Linked DNA regions of Pan troglodytes: regions 1 and 3 are each linked to region 2. Evidence: chromatin contacts called from public Hi-C data. All regions are on one chromosome and are shown on one strand. Each heading gives the region's core, a stretch centred on a gene start, on an enhancer-like site or on the middle of the called end of the contact. The rest is flanking DNA. Distances are from core to core; before and after follow the strand shown.

What was found. Hi-C and Micro-C count contacts between places; a contact is called where the count stands out from the background.
Region 1: a contact with region 2 is called in a Hi-C map of induced pluripotent stem cells, with 4 times the contacts expected there. The contact joins the promoter of EVX1 here to the promoter of HOXA1 in region 2. A contact is called at or near these places in 2 of 7 Hi-C or Micro-C datasets (induced pluripotent stem cells and stem cell-derived neural progenitor cells).
Region 3: a Hi-C map of induced pluripotent stem cells shows a contact between it and region 2, with 3 times the contacts expected there. The contact joins the promoter of SKAP2 here to the promoter of HOXA1 in region 2. A contact is called at or near these places in 2 of 7 Hi-C or Micro-C datasets (both in induced pluripotent stem cells), 1 of 1 datasets of contacts at active chromatin or transcription factors (stem cell-derived excitatory neurons) and 1 of 1 other capture datasets (stem cell-derived neural stem cells).

The regions. Positions count from the first base shown.
Region 1 is chr6:33,045,519-33,048,658 of NHGRI_mPanTro3-v2.0_pri, reverse strand. It overlaps EVX1 (even-skipped homeobox 1), which reads right to left and starts at 1,816. Exons shown (of 3, transcript XM_009452825.4): 1 at 1,095-1,816. The coding sequence starts at 1,521. It overlaps LOC104007140 (a long non-coding RNA gene), which reads left to right. Exons shown (of 3, transcript XR_001719151.4): 2 at 1,823-2,091; 3 at 2,550-3,140.
Region 2 is chr6:32,898,737-32,901,633 of NHGRI_mPanTro3-v2.0_pri, reverse strand. It overlaps HOXA1 (homeobox A1), which reads left to right and starts at 1,421. Exons shown (of 3, transcript XM_063815279.1): 1 at 1,421-1,955; 2 at 2,159-2,253; 3 at 2,717-2,897. The coding sequence starts at 1,602. The coding sequence ends at 2,218. LOC134810527 (a long non-coding RNA gene) reads right to left here and starts at 1,382. Exons shown (of 3, transcript XR_010158824.1): 1 at 1,126-1,382.
Region 3 is chr6:32,666,661-32,669,613 of NHGRI_mPanTro3-v2.0_pri, reverse strand. It overlaps SKAP2 (src kinase associated phosphoprotein 2), which reads left to right and starts at 1,278. Exons shown (of 13, transcript XM_009452811.4): 1 at 1,278-1,727. The coding sequence starts at 1,661.

The sequences.
Region 1 (3,140 bases), core at 567-3,066, 150 kb before region 2:
AGTGAGAATGCATGTTGAGTATCTTATTTATTACCTTAGTATATGTGAGTGGAGTCCAGGTTGTTCTGAGGGTTATGGGAAGGAGGCTGGGTGAAATCGGTGATAAGATAGTAAGGGGTAGGTGCAGGTATTCAACAAGGCGTTGGCTGCCAAGGCCAGGGGGTGGTCTTTCTTCCCCCCCCCCCAGGCTCTTTCCACTCACTCCTACAGTTCTGTGGAGGAGTGTCTGCTGGTGGGCTCCCCTCTCCTCCCCCCCACCAACCCGCGCCCAGTTTTCTACCCCCTTCTGGGGAGGTGATTGTTGGCACAGAGGGAAACTCCCTTCCGGGCTATCCACCCCCTTCCCATTAGCCTTTGGTGGGGAGGGGTTCTCCAGTTAAACCAGCCCCCCTTTGGGCCTACCTCTGAGAAGGGTGGGGCTCCAGCCCCCTGCAGCTCCTTTTCCTTTGGGTGGAGAAGTGGGACTAGGAAGGAAAGGGGAAGGGGGGAGGACCCGATCTCTGCCTTTTCAAATGCAACCGGAGACCAAAGGCAATTAGACCATTGGGACCATTTCCGACCTGGCGCCGCGAAGCCCGGGAAGTGACAAGGTAATTTGGACCTCTGACCGACGTGCAAACTGGTCGGAGGGCTGCAGCACCCGGGCTGCCCAAGTGGGCCGCAATTTTACGGTCCTTTATGGACTCCTGGCTTCCGCGCCTCCATGCCTCTTACACCCCGCCAGCCACAAACTGCCCGGATCGGCGTTTGATCTTGCCCTCGCCTGGGGAAAGTGTCTTCCCCGAGCAATTGAAGCATTCCCCGAGCAGTTGAAACACTGGGTGCTTGGGGTGAGCTTTGAATCCCCCAAGTCCAGGACTTGCATCCGCCCCCTCAGCACCCCTCACTCAAGGCACTGCTGTCACCCTCAGTCCCGCCAATGCCAGAACACAGTAGGAGACCCCCGCCAGAACGCAGATAGCAGAGAGAGTTGCTCAGGTGGGTCCCCCCAGCCATCCTGCCTTAGGGGAAGGGAGTGTCTTCCTCCTGGCCTGCGCCGAAGTGAAGGGTGGGCGCAGCGGGAGGCCCGGGGAGCGGAGGGGCGCGGTGGCTACCTTTGCTGTGCTGGTACTCGGCGTTCCCGGTGGCGCAGTCCGGGGTGCAGCTCACCTCGATTTCTTCATAGAAATCCGACTCGGTGTCCGAGCTACTGGGTTGCCCCTGGCCGGAGACGCTGTCGACTGAGGGGGCCGGGGGTCCTGGGCCGAGCATGGCCGCCCCATCTACCCGGGGCTCGGCGCCCGGCCCCGCCGCGCTGCCTGCGAGTCCATCTACCGGCTCCTCCTCCGGGCCTCCCCCGCCGCGCTCCCGGGTGGCCGGAGGGACGGCCCGAGGGCTCAGGCAACCACGGGGCACCATCTTCTCGGGCGGCTCCGGCAGCGGGCTGCCCACGGCTTCGGACAAATTTGAGACTCTCTTGCCAACCAGAGTGCCAAGCTGACCCCCATCCAGAAACACAACCATGTCCTTTCGGCTCTCCATCCCGGGGCTCTCCGGTGGGGGAGGGGAAAGCCCCAAGTGAGTTCCTAACCCCGGCTCCCTGGGTCTCCAGCGGCCGGACGGATCTTGGTTGCAAGAGGGAGAAAGAGAGGCCGGGTGCCTGGGAGGGCGCGGAGCTGCTGGAGCGCGGTCTGGACCGCGACCGCGACCGCGGCGGTGGCGGTGGGGAGCTAGGGTCACCTTGTGAAGCGAGCGCTCCTCTGTGCCGCACCGCCTCTGGGAGGAAGCCCCATTGCCCTCTTCTTTCTAAGCTGTCATCCTCCTGCTGCAATCGTCATTACAGTACCGCTGGTGACGCCACTCGGCGAGCGCAAGTGGATAAATAGAAACGTCTGCCACAGCGAAGATGAAAGGAAACCCGCAGCTAATGGCTCGGCAGTGATGCGCCAGGTGTGGGCCTCGCTCGATTGGGGAGGAGAGTGTGAAAACAGACAGAGAGACACACACACTGAGAGAGGGAGACACCCAGGCAGAGGGGATGCAAATGGAATGCCGCAGAAAGAAAAGAGAGCTTAACGCGCGCGGCGAGTTCCGCAGGGGCAGCGGGACTAGGTAATTAAATAAGCTTTTGATTTTTTCTTTTATTGTTGTTTTGACTTTTGTTTTCTTAACTTGGTGCCTTGATCTAACACCGATGAAAGAATCCATAACTGCATTTTAGAAGTGTGAAGCCCGGCTTACAAGCCTCAATTCTGTCGGCATTATTACAAGTGTCTGCCCCTGGCAGCTAACCTCAAACTGGCTGAAAAGTCTTTTTACAAGCTACGGAAAAATGTATTCCCCCGCCCCAAGTTGACTGGAGAGCTTGAGGCTGGGCCATCTTTTCCTCTCTTCTCCTCCCTCTCCCTACCCACCTCTGTCTCCTTACTCCTGGGAACCAAACTTTGCTATTTTTCTTCCCCAAGGGGCAAGAAATAAATACCTTATTATTTTTTTTTTAATTTAAAGACCCGCCTTGGCTTCTGTAAGAGTGTGTGCTGATTTCTTTTAAATACCTCCTTCCCATCTAGATGGCCTTAAGTTTTCCACAGCCTGGCTTCATCTTGAGATGGCTATTCGTACAAGAAGTCGCTTTCCCGTTTGCCTGGACCTCGCCTGCACTCCAGGTATGTTGGGTGGGGAGAGTTTCTAAGAGTTGTCTTTTTTTTTCCTTGCCCATATTTTAAAGTATTCGTTCAGAATCAACGAATTCTCCTGGAAAGAGATTTTTCGAATGAAGAGGCGCCAGGAATGCGGCCCCTGCTGTGGCAGTACTGGAGGCCCCTACCTGGGAGAAGGCAGTAGCTTTCACCGCGCTATTTTGGGCAGGGATTCAGCCTCCCTGAGTACAAAAAGGTTGGGGTTCATAGAGGTTTGACTCATAAGGTCCTCTCCCAAGTCCCTGCCTAGGGGCAGTGGTACCTGTCTCCAAAAGTGGATGGCGTTTGAGGTAGAAGAGAGTGAAGTCGCTGAAAATGCCCTAAAACAGCAAGTAAGTAGGGGCTCTGATGAAGGGCTGGAGGTGGGAGCAGGGGTTGTTGAACTTGATATCTGGGAGCTGCCATAGGCCTCTCTTGGCTCCTCTCCCAGGGAAGAAGCTGGTATAAAACTCCTTCAAACTT
Region 2 (2,897 bases), core at 172-2,671:
CTCTACAAGCCCAGGGTTGACGTGAAACCTAATAGTAAACAACAATTTAACGACCTCAGCAGCCTCAGGGAAGTAGGGTGATGAGGAACAGGACCCCTGGCCTGGGATGACGCTCAGATTTGCATGTGTCTCTCTAGGGAAGGACTTGAAGGTTCTCATAAGCAACTACACAGCCAGTTGGAAAGGGGAGGAGGTGTCGTTGGGGTAAAGTGTCCCGTCCACCATCAGCCATTTGTCCACCGCCCCTCCCACCTGCCAGCCCCCACACCCACTCTAGACGTGCAGCAGAATGAGGAAGGTTATAAAAGGAAGCTCTCTCTCTCTTCTAACATTCCCCTCCAGAAAAAGAGGAACGCAACGAAGGGAGTTCAGCTACTATGTTGGAGCTGTGGACCGGCCCTGTGAGGCCCACGCGGGAGCGCGGAGGCTCCTGGGTCTCGGGGCGCCGGCAGATGGCCTGCAGCGCACGGCCCGGCCCCCACGCTGGCCACGTCCGCCAGCGTCATCTCTCTCTCCCCCGCCTCCTACCCCTAAAAATCCGGCGGTCGAGTAGCTCCGCATCCCGGAGGGCTCCCGGTGCAAAACTGAGTGGGAAAGAGAAAGGGGCGGAGAGCGACGAGAGAGGGAAGGTGGGGAAGAAGAGCCCGGCCGCCCCCGGCCTTTTCCGGCGAGCTCTGAGTTTCCAGGGCTCATCCGCCCCTCCAAGTCGAATTACAGAAACTCCTCATTGCCATGCTAATGACGAGAGGGGCTGTGGGGAGAGGGTTTCGAAGACCCTCCTGGAAGAAGGGAAGTTTCTTTTCTTGCCCTCGTCTCCTTCACGCCCACCCAAGTTCCTCCCAGCCAGCCCTCTGCGCTCTTCCCCCTCCATTCCGAGCTTGAAGGGCCGGTGGCCCAGCCTCGCCCTCCACCACGGTTCTATGCGCTCCTCACAGCCCCACGGTCTCCCAGCCCAGCCTCAGAACAGAGGAGGTGACCTGGGAACCCGGGGCGCGGTGTCAGCCGGATTCCCCGCCTTCCGGCTGGGCGCGCTGCGGGCTGGGCCGGCGTACTTGCGGCCACCCGGCGAGCTCTGGCCCACTGATTCCCGCCCCGAGAGAGCCGGGAGCCCTCTTCCCTTCTCACCTCTCGCCAGTTCATCTTTCATTGCACGGTGGGGAGGGGGCGGGAGCGGGGGACGCCTCCCAGCCCCCACCTCCCGGAGGCCTGGCGGGGCGGGCAGCGGAGTCGGGCGCGCGCAGAAGGCAGCTTTTGCTCTTCTTCGTTCCAGCACTCCAAATCGGCCTTTGCAGTCGCCGCAGCAGCTGCCGCCGCCTAGGCTGCCTGGGGGGGCGACTGCGCGTCACCTAGACGGCGGAGCGCCGGGGATTTAAATGCCACTGAAACGGTGATCCATCACTGCGGAAGCCGGCAAACTTTTGCAGGAGGCTCAGCCATTGGCTGACACCGTCACGTGCCCCTCCTCCAGCGTCCTCCGCCCTCCCGCCCCCCCTCTTGCGCACTGTACATTCATATCATTTTTCTTCTCCGGCCCCATGGAGGAAGTGAGAAAGTTGGCACAGTCACGCCGGGCTTCGCAGGACCAGGTCACTCAGTGACAGATGGACAATGCAAGAATGAACTCCTTCCTGGAATACCCCATACTTAGCAGTGGCGACTCGGGGACCTGCCCAGCCCGAGCCTACCCCTCGGACCATGGGATTACAACTTTCCAGTCGTGCGCGGTCAGTGCCAACAGTTGCGGCGGCGACGACCGCTTCCTAATGGGCAGGGGGGTGCAGATCGGTTCGCCCCACCACCACCACCACCACCACCATCACCACCCCCAGCCGGCTACCTACCAGACTTCCGGGAACCTGGGGGTGTCCTACTCCCACTCGAGTTGTGGTCCAAGCTATGGCTCACAGAACTTCAGTGCGCCTTACAGCCCCTACGCGTTAAATCAGGAAGCAGACGTAAGTGGTGGGTACCCCCAGTGCGCTCCCGCTGTTTACTCTGGAAATCTCTCATCTTCCATGGTCCAGCATCACCACCACCACCAGGGTTATGCTGGGGGCGCGGTGGGCTCGCCTCAATACATTCACCACTCATATGGACAGGAGCACCAGAGCCTGGCCCTGGCTACGTATAATAACTCCTTGTCCCCTCTCCACGCCAGCCACCAAGAAGCCTGTCGCTCCCCTGCATCGGAGACATCTTCTCCAGCGCAGACTTTTGACTGGATGAAAGTCAAAAGAAACCCTCCCAAAACAGGTCAGTCCTGCTGGTTGGTGGATGCTCCTTGATTATTCTGGAAGGAGCTGGTATGCTTAATTTCCAAGGAAATTAATAATGATTTTTTTTTTAAGGCTTTTGTATCAGACTAGTGTTGTAGTGCATGGAGAGGGTGCCCAGAGGTGTTGGGGCAAAGAAGTCTCAGGGATTGGTGTGTTTTCAAGGATTTTATACATTTGGGAAATAGGAAGTATGTGGGGGTGGTTATTGTGACGGTAGTGTTCTGTTAATATCTTAAGGCTCCATTAATCACCGGTCTGACCATGCTAATGGTTTACATCAGGTTAACACTTTACACCTCATCACTCACCCTCCACAGCCCGATTTGTGCTGAGTTCTTGATCTTTTCTTTACCTGAGTGTTGCCATGAAGCGTGTGGGGAATCTCAAGTCGATTTTAAAATTTTTACATTTCCGTCTCATGGCTTCCCACTTTGCCCCAGGGAAAGTTGGAGAGTACGGCTACCTGGGTCAACCCAACGCGGTGCGCACCAACTTCACTACCAAGCAGCTCACGGAACTGGAGAAGGAGTTCCACTTCAACAAGTACCTGACGCGCGCCCGCAGGGTGGAGATCGCTGCATCCCTGCAGCTCAACGAGACCCAAGTGAAGATCTGGTTCCA
Region 3 (2,953 bases), core at 29-2,528, 230 kb after region 2:
CCTCCTTCACTTTCTTATCATTCGTGTGTTCACTGGAGTAGCATTTTTACTTTCCTTCAAGGACTTTTCCCTTGCATTCACTACCTGGCTGTTTGGTGCAAGAGCCCTAGCTTTTGGTCTGTCTCGGCTTTCAATATGCCTTCCTCACTAAGCTTAATCATTTCTAGCTTTTGATTTAAAGTAAGCTTTTGATTTAAAGTAAAATGATTCTTTTACTGGAACACTCAGAGGCCATCGTAGGGTTATTAATTGGCTTAATGTCAATATTGTTGTGTCTCAAGGAATGGGGAGGCCCAAGAGAGGGAGAGATATGGAGGAAGGTATAGGGTTGGTAGAGCAGTCAGAACACACACATTTGTGGATTACAGTCACTGTCTTATATGGGTGCTGTTTGTGATGTCCCAAAGTAATTATAATAGTAACTTCAAAGATCACCATAACATATACAATAATAATGAAAAAGTTTGAAATATTGTTAGAATCACCAAAATGTGACAGAGACATGAACTGAGCACATGCTTTTGGAAAAACGGCGCCCACAGATTTGCTTGATGCAGGGTTGCCACAAACCTTCAATTTGTTAAAAAATGCAGTATCTGGGAAGCACAAAGATGTTGCCTGTTAAAGGTTTTAAATAAGCCATTTTTTTTAAAAGAGAAAACTTTTAAGAAGCTTTACAGATAGAAGACGGTATTTGTTGACTAAATGGTCAAGTTGGAGTGAGCAGATTTTATAATTTTATTCTACTAACCACCACCAGCAATTTTATTTTTGATTCTTGTAGATGGACAGTGGTGCCAATGTCTATTCGGCCTTCTGTTTTTTTGTTTTGTTTTGTTTGTTTTTTCCTGCCAAAGGACGGTGCTTAGAACTTCCCATTCTTCCTTGTAGTGGGGAAAATCTGTCACCCCAAGGCTACGAATTAGGTAGAAAAGTAATGTAAGAGCCAATCACAATGCGCGCTCCGGAGCGGCTCCAGACTGGCTTCTCCCGGACGACTGGCGGAAGACGAGACTTCGTTACCTCCGTTCAATCGGACAAAGAAGGCCATAATAGTTTAGGACAAGAGAAAATTCCTTGTGGGTTAAACTGCGGTGGGACTGACTGTTACGCAGAAGGCGTAATCGCCAAACTTGTATACACTCTGTATCATGGATACATTATTTTCTGGAATCCTGGAGAAACGATCAGCAGTTGTGATGGCACCAGTACCGAAAATGGCTGTAAGGCGCTTCGGACGCTGGATCAGGTGACGCAGCATCAGGTGACGCAGCCTCAGTCCGCCCCCTTCCCACCAGTGGCTCCTCCTCCTGCTTCCCGGCGTAGCGGTGGGCGTGGCTTGCCCACAGGCTCTTTCTTCTGGGGCCGGGAAAACCGAGGAATACACATGCGTAGTTGGACCCCTCAGGCCCTTCGTGTCCCTTCCCACCCATCTCCCCGCCCCGGCCCTCTGGGCGGGGCTGGGCCGACAGTCCAGCTGCAGCTCGCTGGAGATTCAGTGACTTCCTTGTTGTGAGCCCCGGCCCGGCAGTGTCCCGACTCGTAGCCCCGCTGTTCTTATCCGGGCCGCTAGCCTGAGTCTAGGTCGCAGCCGCAGCCCGACCCCGTCGGTCACCTTTTCAGCGCAGGTCCTTTCCCCGCACGCCCTGCGCTCCCTAATATGCCCAACCCCAGCAGCACCTCCTCTCCCTACCCCCTCCCTGAGGAAATTAGGAACCTGTTGGCAGGTAAAGAGCGGGAAGGCGGCGATAATGCTGTTGGGGCGGGGGCGAGGGAACGGTGAGCCGGTGGGGACAGAAGCATTCAGAGCCCTTATCCTCCCTCCCCGCGCTTCCCACGTCTTCTAGCCAGTGGGGTCGGCACAGGGAGGAGAGGAGAGGGGTTGTTTTGTCTCAGAAAGGGAGTGGACGTGTGTGTTGAAATTTGGTGCGGGGATGGTGGCGAAGCCCTTTTTGGTGATCTACACAAATGGGATCAGGACGTTTCTATGTGCATTGTGAAGACGGTGTGTGTGTGTGTGTGTGTGTGTGTCAGAAGGGCGGGGGAGGAAAAGTGGAAGAGGGAGAGAGAATGATAATGATAATGAATGCTGCGTGAGCAGGCAGAAGGGAGCAGAAGTCAAATAAGTAGTTCTTGGGTGGTCTGGCCAATGGAGGTAGAGGATGTAGAGATGCAAAGAGCTGTCAGAGCCACAGGTGTTAGGGGTTATGGGGTGAAAGAGTTTGTCATTTCTAAAACTCCCATTTTTCTTAAACATTCAGCTCACTCACGTTTAAGACTTTTGAAGAAGGTCTGGTTCTCAAATGGCCACTTGTCACCAGCCTCAGTAATATACTAAAGCAAAAAAGGAAGGATATGTTAAAAGTTGTACTTCCTGTGTGACACGATGAAAGTACTTCATCTTTGTACCCTTATCTTCCCTTTTTCAGTTTTACATTACCATTTATAGGAACTTGTTTTAGGAGCTAAAAACGTGGTTCTTCAGTAGCATTATGAATCCACTACTAGTTCATTAATTTACTGGATACGGAGGTGTGTATGTTCACTAAGAACCAATAATTTATATTTCTGTACAAGGTAGAAAATATATGTTTTTAAGGTAGCACAAATCTTACCTATCTTAATGTTCTGGAATTTCAACCATCATTTATTTTGTCTTGTGTACGTCAGAATTCTGGAAACTGAATTTTGATTTTTAGTTTTAGATGTCTATAAAATATTTATCTCTCAGTATTGTTTATGAATAACTAGATTACAGATTGCTTATTCTAGCTCTTAAAAGGCAGTCATCTAAAATGTGACATTTGATGACACATTTTATATGTTACTCCTATAGCAATGTGAGTCCAAATCTCCTAATATTCTGTCATTCAATTTTGGTGCTTGGCATTATTAATATGGTAGTGTAATATTAAGTGTATGAATGTAGACTTATGTTTGTATGATTATGGTA